2 separate regions of the Sus scrofa genome follow, and region 1 is linked to region 2. Evidence: chromatin contacts called from public HiChIP or PLAC-seq data. All regions are on one chromosome and are shown on one strand. The core of a region is the stretch at or near the end of the contact, and the rest is flanking DNA. Distances in the headings are between cores, read along the strand shown.

What was found. HiChIP or PLAC-seq counts read pairs in DNA pulled down with a chosen protein or histone mark.
Region 1: an H3K27ac HiChIP or PLAC-seq map of skeletal muscle shows a contact between it and region 2. The contact joins two enhancer-like sites. A contact is called at or near these places in 1 of 5 promoter capture datasets (liver), 6 of 47 Hi-C or Micro-C datasets (embryonic fibroblasts, heart right ventricle, liver and 2 more) and 1 of 2 datasets of contacts at active chromatin or transcription factors (skeletal muscle).

The regions. Positions count from the first base shown.
Region 1 is chr1:111,456,669-111,460,655 of Sscrofa11.1, forward strand. RORA (nuclear receptor ROR-alpha) reads left to right here. Exons shown (of 11, transcript XM_021073474.1): 5 at 1,076-1,471. Among named protein-coding and RNA genes, the nearest start is that of ICE2, 31 kb to the right of the region's middle. Within about 2 kb of position 2,398, at least 1 of the 83 cell types and tissues checked has an H3K27ac peak or open chromatin away from gene starts, as enhancers often do. A contact at or near this core is called in skeletal muscle, where this site is marked.
Region 2 is chr1:111,393,232-111,397,185 of Sscrofa11.1, forward strand. All of the region lies in intron 2 of RORA (nuclear receptor ROR-alpha), which reads left to right. Among named protein-coding and RNA genes, the nearest start is that of ICE2, 95 kb to the right of the region's middle. Within about 2 kb of position 2,615, at least 3 of the 83 cell types and tissues checked have an H3K27ac peak or open chromatin away from gene starts, as enhancers often do. A contact at or near this core is called in skeletal muscle, where this site is marked.

The DNA.
Region 1 (3,987 bases), core at 1,148-3,647, 63 kb after region 2:
TCACGTCCATCCATCCTGCCTCCTTCCCTAAGACTGGTGGAATTATGATGGTGGTCAAATAGATGAATTCTTCCACCCAGTCAGGTGTAAATTTAACCATAGTCGATTAGGAATCTAAGTCCCTCCAGCAGAGGCTTTATCTGCATATACAGAGTCAGACTGAGAAATAAATGCGTTAGTGGGGAGTTCGGACCAAGAAGTCATAGGATTTTTTCCCCCCAATTACATAGGTGTTTCACGAAAAATCGTTTGGGATTCTGAATTAACTGGAAAGTCACTCCAGCTATTGGTCCACTTTAAATATGGGGACATCACAAGAAGGGCTGCAAACACAGATTCTCCCAGCAGGGATCTTCCAGTGTCTGCCCTTTCCAAAATTCTGATATTCTTTTCACTTGGGGCTAAACAAGTATACCAAAAATCATCCTTAAAGAGGGGTCCAAGGGTTTCACACAGACCTGAGGCATGGCCCAGGAGTGGGGTGGGGGAGACTCAGAGATGTAACTCAGAGAACTGCAAACACTTCATCCAGTCAGTTAAACTTTTTCAAGGAGGCCCCAGATTTGGTTGTTCGATCAGAAAGAAACTCATGCCACTGTACGGATTAGTGAAATTAATGCAAGATGAGGTTTGACTGCTTGTGACTCATTGTACCTCCATGAGTCTCTGCATCCCTGTGCACTGATCTGAACACCGTGAAGAGACAGAGGAGGTGGTCTAGGCCAGCTGCCTAGGTAGAGGGGGAATGAGCCCATTAAGTCTCATTTCAGTGGCTCCCACTGAGCGCAGGGTCATGTGACAGCACCAAGACCCTGGTCATTGCTCTGGGTTTCGTCTATCAGCCTTGGGTCTGTTTCTGAAATAGCCTCTCTGGGCTGTGTCTTTGCTGTTTGGGATGTGGCATGAGCCTGTGTGGGGCAGGACTGTTTTCACCCCTGGACCGTGTCCTTGTTTTGCGGCCCTTTGGTTTTGGATTGAGAGTGTCTGAGATTTCAAAGGAACTCCTAAAGCATGGCAGAGAGGAGAATGGAGAAAAGCGTATTGTATATGGTGTGGTGTGGCTTTTTTCTTCCAGCTGTAAAGTTTGGCCGCATGTCGAAAAAGCAGAGAGACAGCTTGTATGCAGAAGTACAGAAACACCGAATGCAGCAGCAGCAGCGCGACCACCAACAGCAGCCTGGAGAGGCTGAGCCGCTGACTCCCACCTACAACATCTCGGCCAATGGGCTGACGGAACTTCACGATGACCTCAGCAACTACATTGACGGCCACACCCCTGAGGGCAGCAAGGCAGACTCTGCCGTCAGCAGCTTCTACCTGGACATACAGCCTTCCCCGGACCAGTCAGGTCTTGATATCAATGGAATCAAACCAGAACCAATATGTGACTACACACCAGCATCAGGCTTCTTTCCCTACTGCTCTTTCACCAATGGAGAGACTTCCCCAACTGTGTCCATGGCAGAATTAGGTAACGGCTTCCATGTTTCCATTGGGATATATTCCTTGTGCCCATCAGAGTAAATGGGATATGTTTGACTTTCCGCTAAGGAGTTATGTTATTAAAATAATGCATCTAGGAGTTCCTGTCGTGGTGCAGCAGAAATGAATCTGACTAGGAACCATGAGGTTGCAGGTTTGATCCCTGGCCTTGCTCAGTGGGTTAAGGATCTGGTGTTGCCGTGAGTTGTGGTGTAGGTCGCAGACATGGCTTGGATCCATCGTTGCTGTGGCTGTGGTGTAGGCCAGTAGCTGTAGCTCTGATTCAACCCCTAGCCTGGAAACCTCCATATGCAGTGGGTGTGGCCCTAAAAAGCAAAAAATAAAATAAAATGAAATAGAAAAGTATCTAAAAAAATAAATAAATACCATAAAATGATGCATCTAGCAGGACAATTCAGCTTTACCTTTTGGACCACTTCGTAATTCCAGCCTGGCCCCTTGCTCTTTGCCTGTCCGCTGTTTCCCATTGTATATCCAAGAAGTTCATTGACCTCTCAGCGTCAAAGCTGGGACAAGATGAACTTAAAGCCATCTTTAAATTCCACCAAAAAATGTCTAAGCTCAGGGAATGGCCCCATTAACTTCACCTCTTTAAGTTATATTCTAGGTATTGCTTTATATACCAAAAGTCATGGAATGGCAACCCACAGACTCAAGCTGGTCCAAAGACATATTTCTCTGAGCTTTACAATTTTTGAACTGGTTGCTAAAGTACAGAGCTTTACAATTTTTAAATTGGTTGCTAAAGTTTTAAACCTGGACGCCTCCACCAGAAAGTTCAGATGTTCCGTTTCTTGTGGGAGGAAAGAAGAATGATCTGGTTACACTGGAGCAGTATTTGTGAATGGCAGCAACCAGCTGGTACCAGTTAGGTCCTAACCTTTTAAATGAACCCATCCCGCTGTCCCCATTTAGATCACTCCTCAGGCCCTGTTAGCATCTACGTTTTTCAACTCTGATGTGTTCCCTAAACTTTCAAGGAAAGTTGGCTTATTTGCCAAAATGTTTTCGTGATGTATATTAATGATGAAACAGATGTATGTCATGGAAGATCCACCTTGCCCCCCAAAACAAAACAAAACAAAACCCAACAACCCTGTCATTTCCTTATTCCTGTGACATTGGTGCTTCTCTGGAGATGTGACCTAGAAATGTTAACACAGACAATGGAAAACTTTTCATTTCAAGGAAGTTGTGTTAACATCCTCTGTTATATTTAATCGATTTTTAAGTGCAGCACTATTATTAGAGAAACTTTGATAAGGACCTTGGCTGTTTGAGAATTTGATCTGCTCCTCCCCATGATTCCTCATACAAGGTTATACTCCTTTGGGATATTTCAATTAGTTGCTGTGAAGATGACTAAGTTAAGACGAGGAGAGAATGGAGACTTCAGATGGAAAAGAACCAGCAGGTTCTGACTTGAGCACAGACACTCTTAGTTCACAGAGAGAACAGTTGTGTTCTTTAGATGGTTTCTCCACCTCTGTACCCCATAAAACATTTTTAAGTGAAATTTATATTTCCAGTAAAATCTTTCTCCAAATAGAACAAATTGAATGTTCTTTACGGTTTTTACACAAGCACCTCTTTATGGGTCTAAATTTAAATCCTCAAGAGCAGGGACATTTTAAGCCTGGTCTTTAACCACTGAACAGCATTAAAGGTGTATCACAGCTCTTTTGATTAACAGAGAAACCTCTGAACTAGAAGCCAAGCTGAGCAGAGGTGGGTTTGATTTTTTTTTTTTTTTTTTCTTGAACTAGAACAAAAACCTTCCGTTTTGGTCGTGAAATCTTGGTTGGCTAAGCCTTAAGCAGGGCTGTAATGAAAGTAAAATTTTCAGAAATGAATAAGGATATGATTGAAAGTTGACAGGCACTTGTGAAAAATGACCTGGCTCACTTTAGGCTTGCTTCTACTTTATCATAACTACTAGTGAATCTGCCTGTTTGCTTGTCATATGTTCAACCCAAAATAAACCCACACTGCTTGACCTAAGTGTGGCCCTTGAACATGGCACTTGGGCTGAATGTGTGCTGATTCCTGAGTGGAGCCAGAAATGGCTCAGCTTCTCCTTTCCCAGCAAACCTGTCAACTCCTGGAGGGTGTGGGGCCCTGTGCCCACATCTATTCTACATGTTCTCTTCAATTAGGGATTTTTCACATGTATTATGGCATTTTCCAGGATGAATAAAATTAACTGTTACTAAGATTTGTCCCAAACCCAAAACTAAAGAAGAATTTATCTGAAAAGGATGTAACAGGACTCTAATTTTCTGTCCCTTTTGCACGTGGAGGATAGTTTGAGGAGCTAAGAGTAGCATCAAAGTGACCAAAGGCTTTGCTGCTGCTTATCCAAAGTCTTTACTTCCCTGAAATTCCTCTGGGGCTTAAGTTCTGCTCTTTCTTTAATTTGACTTCATTTTAGGCTAAATTTTGTCATCCAATTTGAAACAAATGAAACCATTTGTATAATTGGAA
Region 2 (3,954 bases), core at 1,365-3,864:
GCTGTGGAATTGTTCACGGTCATTTAATATACATTTGGTTTCTTCTCCGTTCCTTTGTGCCAGCGCTTCACAAACATAAGATTGAATCCGTGACCTTATGAAAGGGAAACTAAAGGCATTTGTATACTTTAAGTATGTGTACAAAGCCATAACTACATCACAAGAGCCATCTCAACATTTTTCTTTTCTTCTTTCTTTTTTTTTTTTTTTCTTCTTTTTTTAAAATGTTGCCTTTTGAATGATCCAGGAGGAAGGCAGGAGGAGAAAGTGAACCAGAAGACGTGGTGACATTGTAGGCACAGGAAGGTTCTCTAAGGCTTTCTCTGCGCTTGCTAACTCATTGCTTGAGGTTCTGGCCCTGGGTGAGCATGGCCTCAGCACACTGGCTGTGGTTTCAAAGTCCATCCCTTCCTGCCTCTGAGCTCTCAGTGCTCTCTTGGCCCCCTGTCACATAGAGGCCAGCAGTGTCTCTCTCCAGATGTCCTCCTTTTCCCTCTCCCCAAACTCGGGGTTTCCAGCTTGTGTCCCATTCTCTCCCAGCTCCTCCAGGTGACGTGAGGGAAACGAATAAGAAAGGAATAGAAGAAATTTGCCCTAAGAGCCCAGATGGATGTGGATAGGAGGTTTAAGTCTCATAAATGCTACAATGTCAGCTGAAGGGTCTTCGGCACGTCCCATAAACTCTCTACTCCTCCGTTTTATCAATTGTAAAGTTTAAACATATTCATGATATTGGCCTTGTACAAGTTTGGGAAAGTAGGAGGCAACACATGAAAGGTGCTTTCTGCAGTGTCTCACCAGCAACAGGTGCTTGGCCCGGAGTGGGCACTGAACAAGCATTGTGAACAACACCAGCCTCATTGTGCTCACGCAGGCATGGGACACATCATGTAAACACAGCACAAGTCAGGGCAATGACTTCCTCCAACCTTATCTCGCTGGATGAACAGTGGCCTTCTAACCCGGGCCTTTGCAGGTGCCCCAAAGACATCAGTTATGTGATCTGGTCCCATAGGGGCTGATGGAAGGGGCCCCTTGGCGGATATTTCTCATCAGTGATCTAAGAGGCTTCAAATTCTGCATGATCCAAGCCCTGCCACTGTAAACAGTAGTCCAGATGCTAACTAAAGCTGCCATCTTTAAAGTGCTTCCTCTGTGCCAAGCGCGGGGAAGCAGATTCCCGAGTTTCACGTGCATGTGAGCCTCTCACCTGCCTCCAAGGTAGAGCATCCTGCCCATGACTGCAGAGATGCCCCTGGAGGCCAAGCCTGCCTCACCCCCAAGCCCATGTTTCTAATTTCCTTGCTACTCTGACCCAACAGCACTGCCCCATGGAAGTCTTCAAAAGATACATTGTTCCAGACTCAAACTGGGTACAAACTGGGGTTTGCAGGCTCCTTCAGAACTCTGGTGGAGCGGGACATAGGCAAATATGAACACCTATTTATAGAGCATCTGCTGTGTGGCAGTGACTATACGAAGGGCTAGACGCAGAGGGAAGAAAGAGATAATCCATGCCTTCAAGGAGTTCACAGGCCACTGAAGACCCGAGACAGAAATAAAATCATGACCCCATTTAAATGCCAGATTGGAGTGATGGGTGTATGTTGGGAGCACACAGGAGGAGCCCTAATCAGACTCAGGGGTTAGGCACAGCTTCCTGGGCGGGGCAAAGGCTTAGCTGAGCTTTGACGCAAAGGCAGGTATTTCCATCCAAGGATAGTGCTTGTGAAAATTCTCTAGAGGTTAGACAGGGAGAGAGACAAGTTTGGGGGTGGCAAGCAGTTCCCTGTTGCCTGTAGGGACTGTAGGAAATGAGGCAGCTATAGGAGGTCAATGGGGTTCAGACCTTGAAAAGCTCCCGTTTCCTTCTAAAGAAGTTGTTCTTTGTAACGAAGGCGATGGTAAGCCACTCGGGCAGATCGCCCCACATTTTTAAGGCACGTGGAATCACCAGCAACAATTAGATGTTCTCAGTATCTTCCTTCTCCCTTAATCTTTTCAGGGAATGGGGGGTGGGGGAAGATTTCTGGATGTAGCAAAAGACCCTTCTCTGGTATGATTTGGATTTCTGCGTGGACACTTTGCCTCTCATGGGCTGTGCAGAGATATATGAAAGGCATCCGCCAGCAGACTCCTTCAATGGATTCGTGCACTTTGCTTGTTATAAATTGATTCCAGGACTTCATTATGATGTTGTTGAGATGAATGGGGCAGTAGTGTTTTGGCTTGCGCTGCCAGGAGGAGGAAAAACAAGTTTCTGTGGTGCCGCAGTTCAATCATGCTGCTTACAGAAGTAAGGCCATGAAAGGATGGAGGAGCGTGTCTTTGATACTAGAAACCCTGTAGCCCTGTTGGTGCTACAGGCGCATGCTTCAATTAAAGGTTGCAGCCAGCTTTCAAGTATTGACTAGCGAGCAAAAAGCTCAGCCCACACTCGTGCACCTACTCAAGCTTGTTAAAATAAAAATCCACTCTCGGCGAGGCTCGTGTCACAGCCAGTGTAATTATGACATGGGAGATTGTTTTTGAATTTGAGAAGCTGTAGCACACATTTATTTAAAGATACGCTTAGTAATTTAATATGTGTTCGTCAGGACTTAGGCCCAAACTGTGAAGAAGTAAATAGCATTGCCAGCTGCCTCGCGGGTTGTTTCCCCCTCCTGTGTTCAAGATCAAGACTTGGCACTTGGCAGATTTATCCAGAAGAAAAGTGATCTGACGCCCTTACCATGGGATAGATCCTTACCTCTCTCACCATCAATGAGGACAATAATGGCATCCCCTTGGTGGGCTGTTTTGAGGACTAAATGAGATCATATGTGTAAGGTGCTGGGCCTGTCACTGAGTGCTTCATGATGTAGTTTTATTATTGGTATTATCTATAGATTTAAAAAAAAAAAAGGCAGTGGGAGGAAGTATGCCATAAATGCCACTCTTTTGGTCTGGCTATACATGACAAAGGCAGGGCAGTCCAGCTGTCTGGAGTAGCCATGGCTTATCACGCCCTGTGATTTGGACTCCTGCATTTCTAGTGGTTGGATATGCTCAAAATAGCCAAGAGTTTGGGAAGGCTCCAGTAGACTATGGCAATATGAGGTATCACGCTCCTTTTGTGACTCAGGTGCTGGGCCAGGTGGGGGGTTCCCCTGGCCATGCAAATTTCCAAGTCATTCTCCCCTCCTTGCCCTAGAAGAGGCCTGTGAAGTACAGGGCCACCTCTTCTCCAACCAGTGAGTCGCCATTATATCCAGTTTCTACTGAGCTGCTTTCTGCATTGAAGGCTATTCAGCCTTGCTGTGTCATTTTACGGTTGTTGAGGAACAGAGGAGGGCACATCTAGCATCTTTTCTGCAGACCTATGAAACCTCCTGCATGGAACTTAGAGGTGAGGCTTCCCTGCACACCTGGCATTTATGAGTCCTGGCATTTATGACCTCTGGTATGTTCAAGTTGGGGCATTTATTCTATTTACATCATGCACCCTCACACTCTGCGCATTGGCGTGGATTATGACATTTTAACCAGAAAAATGACGAGGTCAGTTTATGAGTTGGCACAGTGTTCTGATGAGTGAATGTTGAAAACTCAGCTGGGAGCAGAATTTGGATGGTGAAAGGTGTCATAGCTGTAAACCAGAGTCCCTTAGCTAGTTGGTCATTTTATAGACTATTCGACACATAGAAACTTTAGAAGTCATCTGGTCCAATCTGTTTACTTTGCATAGGAGGTAGTTGGGAGATGAAATACCCTGCCCAGGTTAAGCTAGTGGCAGGGTAAGGACTAGAATCAATCTCCTTACTTCTAGGGTTTTGTTGTTGTTGTTGTTTGCTTGTTTTTTTCACTTTTCATGCTTCATCTTCAAGTACTGCAGAGAGTTTACATGGAATGTTATTATATCAGAGAGTGCTGTAAGTGATGTGTTAGATCTATTTAACTCTTTGGTAATGAAGC